2 separate regions of the Pan troglodytes genome follow, and region 2 is linked to region 1. The links are chromatin contacts, called in public Hi-C maps. All regions are on one chromosome and are shown on one strand. Each heading gives the region's core, a stretch centred on a gene start, on an enhancer-like site or on the middle of the called end of the contact. The rest is flanking DNA. Distances are from core to core; before and after follow the strand shown.

Region 1 (7,055 bases), core at 2,010-4,509:
TGGAAGCAAAGATAGCCTTTGGGAGCCAGGTGAGTACTGGCTGTGGCTTGGGTTTGGATGATGATGGTAGAAACAAAATGAAATTGATGATTTAGAGAGCTATCTAGGATGCAAAAGTCAGTAGGATTTGGTAGTAGATTGAAAGTGAAGACAGAGACGAAAATGGCAAGAAGAATGACGTGTTTTCTTTCTTGAGCAACAGAGTATGTGAACACATGGATCCTTCTCAGAGAGATGGAATTTAAAACAAGAGTGTGGAGTCAAATGTTTTGAGAGAAAGCATAGAAAGAGGAAAAGGGGGCTCCAAACTGAGGCTTGAGGAATTCCAACTGAAGAGGTCAAATTGGTGGAGGACATGATAGGGAAAAAGAACTATATTTGGAGAAATGAAAATAAACCAGGAGAATGGAAAGAACCCTATCCAACGCAATGCAGTTGTCAGGTACCATGAGAATTGAAAGATGTCTGTTGGGCTCAGGAGTGTGGAGGTCCTCATGACTACTATAGAGGAGCAGTTTGCCTGGCTGCATGGCATGTTTTGAAGTCCCAAACTCATTACCAGACTGACCCCTGAGAAGCGCTGTGGAAAGCACCAGTGTCTGAAGAGGTTTTTCTCTGTTAGTGCTGAAGGATATAATTGGATAGTTGAATGAGTGGGTGAATAGAGACTTTGCCTGCATCTCCAAACTTGTTTCTTATTTCTTAGTTGTGGCCATTTCTTTCTGGGAGAGGAAGGCATGGGGAAATGGTGAAAAGGGAGTAATTGTCACACGTATCTACTAAAACAATTGACTCCACCCTCTTGTTTTAAATTCCATCTCTCCGAGAAGGATCCATGTGTTCACATACTCTGTTGCTCAAACAAGAAAACAGGTCATTCTCCTTACCATTTTCTTCTCCCTCTTCACTTTCAATCTACTATCAAATCCTCCTGACTTTTACCTCCTAGATATCTCTCTAAATTATCAATTTAGATTCCTAAATTAATCAATTCCTAAATCCTCTGGCTGGCCAGATTATAACATGGTAAGAATGAAGGAACTAAACAGATCTGGGTTTGTGAGTGGTGAGTTGTGGCCATTTCTTCCTGGGAGAGGAAGGCATGTGGAAATGGTGAAAAGGGAGCAATTGTTACATGTATCTACTAATTAAGACGTCACATCGATCAGGTAACCCGTATTTATCCTCCACCTAGATCAGTCATTCCCAAGCCTGGCTGATCATCAGAATGACCTATGGAACTTTTACAAAGGACACACTTCCAAGTTACACCCCAAAACATCCTAATTCAGCAAGTGTATGCTGGATCTGGGCGTTCAAGTTCTACCTGGTCTGCAGTTGAGTCTGATGATCATTCAGTCAGTGAACTGCTGCTTTAATTACTCTTGGTTTTAATTTCTACCCAAAACTCCCTGAAAATTCCAACGAAGAGCTCAGTAACCCTGTTCTTTCTTTTCCTCATTATTTTGCAAAATATAGAACACAAGGGGAACATACTTTTGATTTATTAATGATGCCAAGAAATATCAAACAGTTTATTGTTTCTATTATTAGAGGAAACCAGACCTGAAAAATAAGTGTAGCATAATCATTTACATACACAAGGCCCTTGAATGGTAAAGCTTCTCATGAATATCCTGGGATGAATGCTGGGAGGCTATTACCATCATCAATTCCATTTTTCAGATGAAGAAACCTAATTACCTCTTAAAGACCCCACCTCTTGAAACCATCACATAGGCAACACCTGAATTTTGGAGGGGACACACTGAAACCATAGCAGGGGGCAATATAAAGGAAGAGCCCAGCTTGAGAGGAGCACTTGGAAACTGTTTCCTGGGCCTTAAAGGAAATCCATCCAGGCTGGCGTTTGTTGAGTGCTGCTACTGCTGTTGTGACTGTTTATTTGTTGCTATTGTTATTGCCTATTTTGTGCCAGTCATCCTACATATTTTACACCTCAGTGCTGAGGACAGCAAGCAGCTCCCCATGTTACCAGGTAGGCTTTCCAGATAAAACACAAGGTGCCAGTTAAATTTGAACTTAAGATAAACTATGAGTAATGTTTAAGTATAAGGGTATCTCATGCAATACACAAGACATTTATATTAAAACATTACTTGTTGTTTATCTGAAATTCAAATTTAACTGGGTGCTTTGTATTGCTAAATCCAGCGGCTTTGTCCCTAAGACAAAGTTGGGAATTCTTAAAGAAAGAAAATCAATTTTATTTTTGGAAGCCTCCGATTCCAGCCTATTGTCTTCCTCTGTACACTTTTCCCTGTGCTTGCCACTAAGCTATGTCCAAAGTACAGCTTTAGGATCTCTGGAGCCTCTTCATCCACATAGAGCAGGACAAGTCAATAAAGAGGCAGCATTGGGGGAGCATGAACTTGACCCATTCAAAGTTAATGGTAACACCTTGGTGAGGAAAACAAATGTTAGGGAATGAAACAAAGGTACTTCCTGTAAGGACCACCATTATCACTAACTGAGGGAATTTGAGAGTGCTTCACTTCAAACGGATCTGAGGTATGGAAACCTGAGTTTATACAAATCCAGGGGTGCTTTCGTTTTACTAATTACAAAGGGATCCCTGGCCTTATAAAAAGATTTAAAAGATGTTTGGAACATAGTTTGACTTTTTCTATTCAAAAATCGTTCAATACAGCTGTTATATACAATAATGCACTCATTTATACTTTAATAAAATATAGATTTGCTGTTGTATGGGTTAGAGTCGCCAGACTTAGCAAATAAAAACACAGAATGCCCAGTCACATTTGAATTGCACACAAACAACAAGTATTTTTCAGTATGAGCATGTCCTGTGCTTATACTAAAAAATGAGTTGTTGATCTGCAATTCAAATGTATCTGTGCATCCAGTAGTTTACATGGCAATGCTGTATGGATACAGTCTCATATTCCTGATTTTGAAGGCAAAGGAAGATGGAAAAAGGGTTTGGGAAAGGAATAGATAAGAATTAGGTCAGTATGTAATGCACTGAATTTTATCATAGGACCTGCTGGGCTCAGTAGATGTAGCAATTAGGTGCTTTTGGCAATGAGATTTGAAGTCTCCCTTGGAGGTTGGTAGACTTATATTACTATGAAGCCATGAGCCACTCTAGGTTTTGTGACCTAGCCACCCCCTGTGACAAAACAGATATTTGCAAAAACAGCTGGGGGACACCTTCCGCACAAGGTCGGATGCACATTCCTCTTCCTGCTGAGCCTGGTCACCAGAGATCGCCCCTCACAGGATTTCCATAAGAGGGCCAGGCAGTTCAGAAAGGAATCTCTTCCAAAGCGCCATCTGTTGCAATGTCAGCGGCTTCATGTGTCATTCACAGGAGCTAACACATTCAAATTAAAGTGGGCAAAAGAATTTGTGAGCCGCGGCTTCTGAATTTCCTGGATTTTTTCAATTATCTCTTTCATTTCTACATCAAGGTTTTGCCATTCTTTGAAAATGTGATCATCAGAGTTTTCAAATAACTAAAATTGCTCAAAAATGCAACGACCTGCCTCAGAAAGGAGTGAGTTTCTTGTGTTTGGGAGAGTGAGTGAATATTTAGTGGGCATGTTAGGCAGCTGATACAATCTCTTTTGGTGTGTAGACTCGACGACATGATTTTTCAGGTCTTGAAAACTGTTTGGCACAGCACAGACTCTAGGATCATATATAGTTGAATTAAAATCCATGGCTTTGTCTTTTATTAATTAATTTTGAACAAATCACTAAATTTTTCTAACCTGCTTTTTTTTTTTTTTTTTTTTTTTGGACAGAGTCTCGCTCTGTCCCCCAGGCTAGAGTGCAGTGGCAGTGGTGCGATCTCAGCTCACTGCTACCTCTGCCTCCTGGGTTCAAGCAATTCTCCTGCCTCAGCCTCCCAAGTAGCTGGGACTGTAGGTGCCCGCCACCACGCCCGGCTAACTTTTTGTATTTTTAGTAGAGACAGGGTTTTACCATGTTAGCCAGGATGGTCTTGATCTCCTGACCTCATGATCCGCCCGCCTCGGCCTCCCAAAGTGCTGGGATTACAGGTGTGAGCCACTGTGCCCGGCCTATTTCTTTATTTGTAAATTAGGGACAAACCCAATGGATTGTTAATATGCAAAGATAATACATCTTTTAAAGATTTGAAAAGATTTGTAAAGTACATGGCATCATTACAGACACAAAAACCCAGAGTGAAATAAATGTAAGTAATCATCTGGGTCCATTCAAATTCTGAGGTTATATATTTTAATGAACTTCAACCAGAAAAACCCTACTATGGTGATTTAAAGAGACCAGAAATTTGGGCTTATAGAACTTGTCTTAGCTTAATAGCATAAGATCCCATCACGCTGATGATCAAGAAGGTATCACAGGTCTCTTATTTGGTGTATTTTTTTAGGGGTGGCTCAAGGAGAATGAACTTGGGATGTACGTTTCTCACTTTGGCCCCTGGCGCAATATGATGTACATATTCGGTGCTCAGAGAATAAGGTTTGCTGGAGAATGTGATCTCCTTTGCCATAAATGCAAGCAGGAGCTTTGATGTTTATTCCACGAAACTCCTGGCTGGAAAGAAACTCAGTCACATAGACACAATGGGGCTTTTCTACATTTCAGTTTCTCTGCAGACCTTTTAAAATGTTGGGAGCTTAGCTGTGGTCAAAGAATGCCCACTTATGTTTCTAACAGTGCTGAACAATGAGATCTCTCTTTGTAAAAGGTGCGTTCTCCAACACCCTATGTGAAATCTGCAGGACTATTTGTTTCATGTTCTCATCGGCACAGATCAATATTCCTAATTGCCTGCCAAGTCATTTTCCCAATAGTTTGCAGAAACCTTATCTTTTTTAGAAGCCATGTTGATTTTCTCCATTCTTATAAAATAATACTGCCATTCAGGTCAAAAGATCCAAATAATGAACACATTTGACGCAGAGGCTTTATAAAAATTATTTTGTTTCCTGCCCACACTGGGAATCTGTTGTCTACGCATAATCAACAAGGAAGATTAGTTTATGGGAATCTTAAGTCCATCCTGAGTGCACAGAGATAAATTCTAAAAATAAAGCTAACTTCTATTTTTTTTTTTTTCCCCCTGGGGTAAGTGCTGAGCATATTTTCAGAGACTTGAGACTAAAGTGCAGCATCGGGCATTATTCTCAGTCTCACAGCGCCACCTTTTGGCCCATGTTCTCCCTTGTTTTCTGAAGGTGAAATCCAGGCAGCTGGTTCCTGGGGTGATTTTTACAATCCTACTTTCTTGGCTATGGCTTGACATAATTTCCCTGGAGAGTTCAGTCTTAGGGTATGATACTATACCTTGGATCTGCAAAGCATTAAAAGGGAGGATATTGTCAGATATATGATCTAGCCATGGACACAGGCCAGATGCATTCGTAACTGAAAGAGAAGGCCCTCTTGTCTGGTCCACTCCTAACTTGTTTGATTTTGCTGCTATCTATCAGCACCTTCCTTACTAATGCAGCATGGCTCAGTTAATTTCTTTCTTTGGTCTTCCAGTTATGCTGTTGAGAGCTTGCTTATGGCCATATATAAGAGGTGACAACAATGGCTTTTCAGAAACAATACCAAGAGAGCAATGGAAACACTTTATTTACCCACAGTGTAAAATGGGCTGCAACTAATTATTTACAGATGGGGCAAGCTTTGATAAATAGATTGACTGATTAATGATTTGGGTTATATTTCTGACATTAACTCAAACTGGACTTGGGCTTAGTTTCAAAATAAAATAAGCCTATCTAGACCAACCTGTTGGTGCGAACTTTAAAATGGCCAGAGACAATCAGATAGTGCTTTATTCCTAGGGGCTTATGGTTGGAAACCTTGAAGGAAAAATTAGCTGGATTATCTACAGTTAGGTTGAGTGCACGCCAAAGCCTTAGAATTCTAACTCTATTGTTTTGGCTGAGTTTCTACCTGCCCCTGCAGCTAGTCAATTCCATGGAAACATGACTCATATTGTTTGCCATCATGTAACAAAAAGAAACAGTGGTAGTTCTCCTCTTTAGGTTTTTGAAGCACAAATTTTGCCTTGATTGAGGCTTAATCGAGGTTGACGACACTGTTAGAGCACTTCTTTCATTCTGACTTCTAAGAAGGAAATAGTGAAGAGAAGTTAGAAATAGACACTCTAATTTCTACATATATATATATATATATATATATATATATTTTTTTTTTTTTTTTTTTTTTTTTTTTTTTGAGACGGAGTCTCGCTCGGGCACCCGGTTGGAGTGCAGTGGCGCGATCTCGCCTCACTGCAAGCTCCGCCTCCTGGATTCAAGTGATTCTCCTGCCTCAGCATCCTGAGTAGCTGGGATTATAGGCACCCGCCACCACGCCCGGCTAATTTTTTGTATTTTTAGTAGAGACGGGGTTTCACCGTGTTAGCAAGGATCGTCTTGATCTCCTGACCTTGTGATCCGCCAGCCTCGGCCTCCCAAAGTGCTGGGATTATAGGTGTGAGCCACCGCGCCTGGCCCTAATCTCAATTTTTAGCTTGCATTTTAGTGGGCGCGTTAGGGAAGACATTTTGGTCAGAGCATTCAATCTCTTCTACTTACAAAAGTCCTGTATATCCATCACCCCTCCATGCCAAATTTTATTTACTCCAAAAAGCCATTCTAATTTTTTCAACAGTGCCTTGTCCTCACTTTGAATCTCTTTAGTTCTTTTTCCTTATAAACATTTTCCTGGGCAAGAAGATGGAAATCTCCGCACCATGCCGGACTCTTCTTGGTGTTTTGCTCCTAGTAAGCTCTCAATAAGAGATTTTTAATGTAAAACTGTGCGAGTACTTATGGCAGAAGCACAAGCGCTCTTCCAAAACTGCAACAGCATAGCACTATGGTGCACATGTCTGTGAACATACAGCTACCACCCCTTCGGCAGCTTCTCTTTCTTTTGCTCAATTTCTTTTTTTTTTTTTTTTGAGATGGAATCTCTCTCTGTCGCCCAGGCTGGAGTGCAGTGGCCCGATCTTGGCTCACTGCAAGCTCCGCCTCCTGGGTTCACGCCATTCTCCT
Region 2 (7,055 bases), core at 3,145-5,644, 280 kb before region 1:
GTGGCTCTGGCCTCTCTGTCCCTTGGTCAGTGCCATTTCCTGATTTACTCAATGTTCCAGTCCCTTTCCCTGTTTCCACTTTCCTGGCAAATGCTTCTGCCCTGGGAAAGCCAGTTGCATCAGATTGCCTGGTGTATCTCAATGTCCTGACATCCAAAGTAATGATGGCGATGATCATCTGCCCACAGCAACCTAGGGAATCAACAAAGGCCAGGCTTGTGACAGGCTGCACAATCCCCAAAGCCCGTTTGAGTTTACAGTCCTATCTCTAATCTCTCTGCCCTGCCACTCAGACTCTCGTGCTCTCTGGACCACAGCATTTCTACAGAGCTTTGATGTCAGGTCAGCCCTGGTCGTTCCATGTGATACAATTTAGCGGCACAAGGATGTTTTCAGCAGCCTCTTGTGGGAATTAGTGAGGGTCAAGATAGAGTCACTACCTTCTCTCTCTCCACTCCACATGGTCAGCCTGAGCCACTGGCCCTGGGCAGTAACAGGCTCTTTTTAACTTTTTTATAGGCAAACCTGTAATTTAAGCTGTGACTCTCCTTGTACCTTGTCAAAGGCTGTCCCCCAGATGTACCTAGAAATAGCACATGTACAGGTATACTCAAAGAAGTGGCAACTGTCTTTGCAAACCTGAAAAGCTAATGATGAGTACTGGGTTTGGTCTGGGATTGCCTCTGTGAAACAAGGATATTCCTAACTTTAGAAGAAGAGATGGGACTGGGAGCTTCCAGATGGTTTTGGAACTGTGTTGTGTTCATCAGAAATAGTCATTGTTCTTACAGATCTCAGGGGAAGGCAAGTTCAAAACTCCAAGTGTGATTGAACTGGGCGACTCCCTCTGCCAATCTACTTCTCAGGTAGACCAACTTTGTTCCATTTGTTCTGCCTTCCATGGGAATAAGGAAGTTTGCAAATACAGTGCAGCCAGTGCACCTGTAATGTGAGAGGCTTATCCATATTTGAGGCAAGGTAAGAATGACGGTGAAGACAATGACCAGTGTGACCAGTGTTTAGGGGTAACAGATATTTCATTCAAATATCTGTTTTCTCCATGGCCAAGTTTTCATCATGATAGCATAGAGCTGTGCATGAGAGCCCAAGCGGATTTATTTGCTTCACTGGCTAATCATGGAACACTGGTGGGCTGAGGTGAGTGTATGAACTCAGCAGGGTATGGATGGAAGGCTGTGCTAACTCTGGGCACAGATTTCCCATTTAGAGCAGGAAGGGACCAGGTGTGCCATGTGCATGATGGTGGCATGTGTTAGCTGCTCTAGGAACCCATGAGTGTGGCCTCTGTGAAATCTCAGATCAGAGCCCTGATCATAGATTCCAAATAGCCTTCTCTCTGCAACTACAAGTAACAGCCCCAAACCTGAAGCCCAGTCAAGAAAGACAATTAAAATAAGAGTGAGCACACATCCTGGTGTACCTGGAATAGTCTCAGAGTCCATCCCTTGTCCTGGCATAATTACTCAAAGCAGTTCCTGTTGGTCGTACGATACTTTATACAGTCTCCTCATTAAACCCAGTAATGGCCTAGAGGATGATGAGAAGAAGAGCAAATGCCGGAATTCTAAAATTCTACATTTTAGAGTCAAAAGAGACCTTAAAGATTATCTGGTGCAACCTCTTCAATTAGGCATTCATGAATTCAAGGTTTAGAGAGGCCAGAGGACTTGCCCAATGTCACCTCATTAATGACAGAACTGGTACTAGAATGCAGACCTCTCTCTTCCCAGATACCCTTAGCCCTGTCTCTAGTCCCACACTGTACTAAATTTCATCTGATTTCTAGGGAATGCATCCTGATTTAAAGCCGATTCTAGTTGATTCAGTATTGATCATGATAATCATTTCTATTAGTTCTGATGGACACAAGAATCTGCTAAATAATGGTGCTTAGGCTGGGAACAGGAGACTAAGAAAGTTGGATCACTGGGTGGTGGAAGGCCTTATCTCTCTCAGTTTTTAGAAACTGAAAATGCAGAGTCACTGACATCTCACTTTACAGAACTATAAGATGTTATATCTAGAAGGTGCCCTACATAGTGACGCCACCAAGCAAATTTATTCAGATAACAAACATCCCTTGAGCACCTGCCGTGTGGTTGGCATTGGGTTCAGTACAAGGGAAACCATAAGGAAGAAGGTAAACACACTTTTTTTTCCTTCACTCTACTTCCAGTAAATTACAATTTATAGACAAAGGGGGAACACCATCCAGTGAAATAACAATATGATTTGACACATAGGAGGAACCTAACCTGAAGGAATGTGTGGCCTGCAGGTGAGTAGCAGTTAGTTAAGTGGGGAGGGAAAGAGGTTCCAGTGGTGGGGAATGCATGTCCAGAGGCTGAGAGGTGAGAAAGTGTGTACACTGGTGGAGAAACTGGAAGTAGTTTTATGGATCTAGAGCACAGAGTGCAAAAGAGTGTGGGTGTGAGGAGAGGACAGCAAGAATGTGTGGAGATGATCCAGGGCCCTGTGGGCTGTGTGAAGAGTGACGTGGAGTCCTGAGGCTCTTCCAGCAGGCTAAGTCACATGATCCGACCTGTGCTTAGGAAAATCATTCTGACTGTGGAGCAGAACATGAATCAGAGCCAGACAAGGGTGGAGGCAGGGAGACCAGTTGGAAAACCGTTTCATGCTCAGAAGAGATGCATACAAGAGAAGCAGCTATGGCACATCAGAGAGGTGTTGAGAACACAGAATCACTAGCCCTGGGTGACTGGTCGGTGTGGATGGGTGGTGGGCACTGTGCTAGGATGTAGACCTTCGGTGGCATGAAAAGGCAACAATCAAAGTCCCTGTCCTTGGTCTCAGTATCATCAGAGTGTAGATTTTAGATCCAGAGAGAACCTTAGAGGTGAATTCCAGTGTCCTCATTGTATAGACATTGGGTTTCAGGTTAAGGGTGTTCCAGTGATTTCCATGAGATCACATTACTAACCGGTGACAGAGACAGAATTAGAATTTAGGTGTAGTAACTCTAAAGCCAATCCTATGCATTTAATGAGGGTTGGCAGCTTGTTCTTCCAAACACAAGAAAAAAACAGCCCCTTCCTTTCTTCCTTCCAGCCCTTCCTCCCTCCTTCTCTCTCTCTCTTTTCATTCCTTCCTCTGTTCATTTGTTTGTTCCTTTCTTCCTTCTCCTCTTTCCTCTGGGGACAAGAGCTCTTGGCTTAGAGGAACGGACAGACCTCCCTGCATGACAGCCATAGGCCCTCTCTTCTAATCGCGATCTGTCTCTCCTAGGAGCCCTGGGCATCTGCCTCCACTGCGGCTGTAATTGGAAAGAAAGAAGGTGTTCATTTCTCTATTTCTCTGCTCCAGCTGCTGATCCTCAGTTTCCCCCTAGAGCTGTGTGAGCCCCCTTTGCCAAGTGACCTCTTCACATTACTTCTGGAATCCTGTTTTGGACAGAACAGGTGCCTGTCTGACTAGTACTGTCGTACCTTCCAGCCCCAGCTCAGCATTTCTTGCCACTTCTGTACCTTGGTCTCACACTCCTTCTCCTGGGCCGATGGCCACCTGCTTTTTAAATAAATCTTTTGTATTATTCTAGTCCTTGGTGATTCTCCTGTCTCTCATTCATTCCCTTTACTCTCCATCTTGAGTTTCCTCTCTTTGTGTTGCACATCTTGTATTCCTAGAGAGGAAATCTAATAAGCTGAAGAGAAAAGGCAGTCACCTTTAAGACTGTAAAGTAGGTTTTAAATCCTACGTTTTAAATTTTAAACCAGGTTGTAAATCCTGGCCCTGCCATTGTTGAGCATTGTGAACTTGGGTTATTTGACTTCTCTGTGCCTGGCTTTTTTCATCTGTGAAATGGGGATAAAAGTACCAACCTCGCAGGACTGACATGGTGATTGCCAATTCATCTGTGTTGGTGCTTGACATTTAGTAGGAGCTATGTAAATGGACACTATTAGTAAATCTGAAACTGCAGTTCAAGAAAGTCTTTTTCTCCCTTTTTGAGAACTATTTTTTCACTGGACTCCTGGAACAAGAAAAAGACCTCAGCCTTCAGGGTGAGGACTCTGGAGGGCCTGTCTGAAGAGAGAGGAGTGTCTGTTCCCCGCCTTCCCAGCCCTGGACGGGCTCTGGTGCCAAGGCCTCCCTGCCTGCTGCGGCCCTGCTTGCTATTGCAGCTGCAGGTGGGCAGAGCGGCTGGCTTTGGGCGTGGAAAGGCGAAGGCCGTTCCGGCCAGCTCCAGGACTCAGCATTTTCCACTACTCCTCGCTCTGTTTGTTTTGCTCTTCGGGCTGCCCCCGCTGAGCGGGGACTTCTGAATGATGTCCAACAGCAACGCCGGGTCTGCCCGAAGTCCTCGCCCACTCTGGAGCTCCCAGCGCCTCGCGTCTCCTCCCGTTGGCAGGCGCAGGGAAGGGGGCCCGGCCGGCCCATGCAGAGAGCTCTTGCACAAAGTACCATTGTATGGGGCTGGTCTGTGGGAGACAAATGAAAGGGATTTCAAAATCAACAGCAAGTTATTTTTATCCGTGAAAAGGCTGAAATGCCTTTCTTTTCCATCTTGGAAAACAAACCTTAAGGGATCATTGTGCCGCAGAGTGTTTTCATTTACTCTGGTATTTGAGCATTTAGGAGAGAGGCTTCTGAAAGACCTGGGCTCAGAAATAAAGAAATCCAGAAAACTGGGCTGCCGCCGCCGACGCACCCCTCCCCTGGGCAAGAGTCCACCGGGGATGGCCCAGAAGGCCGCGCTCATGTGGCCCCATGCTTTCGTGCTTTTCTCTTGCCCTCCAGAGTGGGCACCTCCTTCCATCCACCCCACCCACCGGCTCCCCCGTTCCCTGGCCCACTTTTCTCATCCAAACTCTTAGCCTTCTGCATCTGAGTGGGGTCCAATTCAGGAATATGTGACCCCTTCCTGTAAGGCAGGAGTCTCCAAGGCGGGGACTGCCCGCTCCAGGAATTGCGCAGAATAGAACACGAGATAAGGGAAGAAACCATTAGCGCTTCTATTCATAGGTACTTTCAATCTAAAAATGGGAACTACTTTTCTATGTACTAATATTGAATGTATATATGGACCCCGGTACCCTCAGACTCCCACGAGTCATTTGCATCCGTGCGAAGCACTGTGAGGAAAGTGAAATTCTGCAAGGTGGGTGGGGGAGGTCCTACTGGTGCCCTGATTTCTCTTTTAGCATATTATGGTGGTTTTTTTTTTTTGAGACATATATGTATACTTCAAGTTCTGTGATACATGTGCAGAACGTGCAGGTTTGTTACATAGGTATACAGGTGCCATGGTGGTTTGCTGCACCCATCAGCCCATCATCTACATTAGATGTTTCTCCTAATGCTAGCCCTCCCCTAGCCCACCACCCCCTGATAGGCCCCGGTGTGTAATGTTCCCCTCCTGTGCCCATGTGTTCTCATTGTTCAACTCCCACCTATGAGTGAGAACATGTGGTGTTTGGTTTTCTGTTCTTGTGTTAGTTTGCTGAGAATGATGGTTTCCAGCTTCATCCATGTCCCTGCAAAGGACATGAACTCATCCCTTTATATGGGTGCATAGTATTCCATGGTCTTGCATAAACACAGTGAGTCGATTTACAAACCATATTATCCCATTTTAACCGAATCACTTTTACAAAATGGAAAAGTGTCTTAAAACTTCTTCTGTAAGGAAACCGGAGATTGTTGACAGCAGGAGCAATTCATGCCCAAGAAGGTAAGAAGAATGCCATATCATTTCTTCTACTCCTGGAACAAATTATTTGCCAGCCATGTATTGAAGCTAAAACAAAAGCAATTTAATTAGATTTCACAAGATCTGGCCAAAAAGTTTTCCAAGTCATGAAGACTACATTAAACATGGATATATATTTATTGTCATTAATGATGATTAGTGCTCTAGGGTATTATATTACCAGGCAATGCTAACAGATATTAGCTAGTGCGTGGAGTTTATAAATAAATAAATATGTCTGTATTGAAGGTGGTTCTTAAAAATGTTTACTGATGGGAGTATAGGGTCAGAAAAGTTTTGAGATGACTGCTGTAAAGGAATATTTGCTGAGGGCCAGCAAGATTTCTGCTGGTGGTGGGAAAAGCCCAACGTTTGCAACCGATAAAAATCAGTGTTTAAATTCTGACTCTACCACTCAAGTTTACACACTCAGTTTACTATGTGACTTTGTGAATACAGGTAACTTCTCTGAGCCTCAGTTTCCTCAAAATAACAATAGTGACACTTACCCCACTGATCTATTGTGAGGATCAGTGAAATACTTTCTATTGAGGGTCTAGGGTAGAACTTGACATATAGTAAGCAATGTTCAAGAAGTGTTTGACTTCTCCACTCTCCCCTTGCTTCTGCTGGGAAGCTAGGGAAGAGCTGTGGGCTCAAGATGGAGCCCATTCTTGGCAAAAGCCTGCTGGTGGGCCCAGGGAGCTTCCCTCATGACTGAGAAGGTCAGCCTGGATTTTCTAACACATCAGTAATGGCCTGTTCTTGGCTCTAAGAGGAGAGGACTGTGTGTGTATGTGTTTAAAACCACTTTGGGTAGGCCTTCCTGGTGGCTTCCTAACCAGTATGAAACAAACGGTTATATGTTGGTTTCAGTCCAGTTCCCAGCAGACAATCTTTTTTCAGAAAAGGGTATGTGTCAGAAGGTATCACACAACAGGGCCACAATTGGCAGGAAGTAGCCCCCCATTATGCAGCTAAGCCAAAGTTCTCAGAAGTGAATGAGCCATGGAAAATTAGAACCCCCCACTGAGCCTGGAGCTTGGTCTCTGCCAGAACATTTGGACAGCCAAGCTATGCTATAAAGAAGGAAAAAAGCAGTGTGTATGTATCAGAGGGATGGGGTTCAGTTCTCCTAGTTCCTTTCCCAGGCTCCCATTTTGCACACAAGGATACAAGAAGGATGCTGAAGACATCCTAGCGTGAGAGCCTCAAGCTTCCTCTCTACCAACTCTGATCCATATTGCTGCTCAAACTGGGATTCATATTCTCTGGACAAAGCCACATGCCGGCTCTGAGAGAGCACTGACCAGCTTGTATATAT

Evidence for each region. A called contact is a pair of places that touch in the nucleus more often than the background predicts.
Region 2: a Hi-C map of stem cell-derived neural progenitor cells shows a contact between it and region 1, with 2.4 times the contacts expected there. The contact joins two enhancer-like sites. A contact is called at or near these places in 2 of 7 Hi-C or Micro-C datasets (blood and stem cell-derived neural progenitor cells).

Annotation. Positions count from the first base shown.
Region 1 is chr9:130,104,830-130,111,884 of NHGRI_mPanTro3-v2.0_pri, reverse strand. No RefSeq gene overlaps it. Among named protein-coding and RNA genes, the nearest start is that of ETS1, 410 kb to the left of the region's middle. Within about 2 kb of position 3,259, at least 4 of the 24 cell types and tissues checked have an H3K27ac peak or open chromatin away from gene starts, as enhancers often do. A contact at or near this core is called in stem cell-derived neural progenitor cells, where this site is marked.
Region 2 is chr9:130,382,805-130,389,859 of NHGRI_mPanTro3-v2.0_pri, reverse strand. It overlaps LOC107967248 (a long non-coding RNA gene), which reads right to left. Exons shown (of 3, transcript XR_008538175.2): 3 at 2,060-4,460. Among named protein-coding and RNA genes, the nearest start is that of ETS1, 130 kb to the left of the region's middle. Within about 2 kb of position 4,394, at least 10 of the 24 cell types and tissues checked have an H3K27ac peak or open chromatin away from gene starts, as enhancers often do. A contact at or near this core is called in stem cell-derived neural progenitor cells, where this site is marked.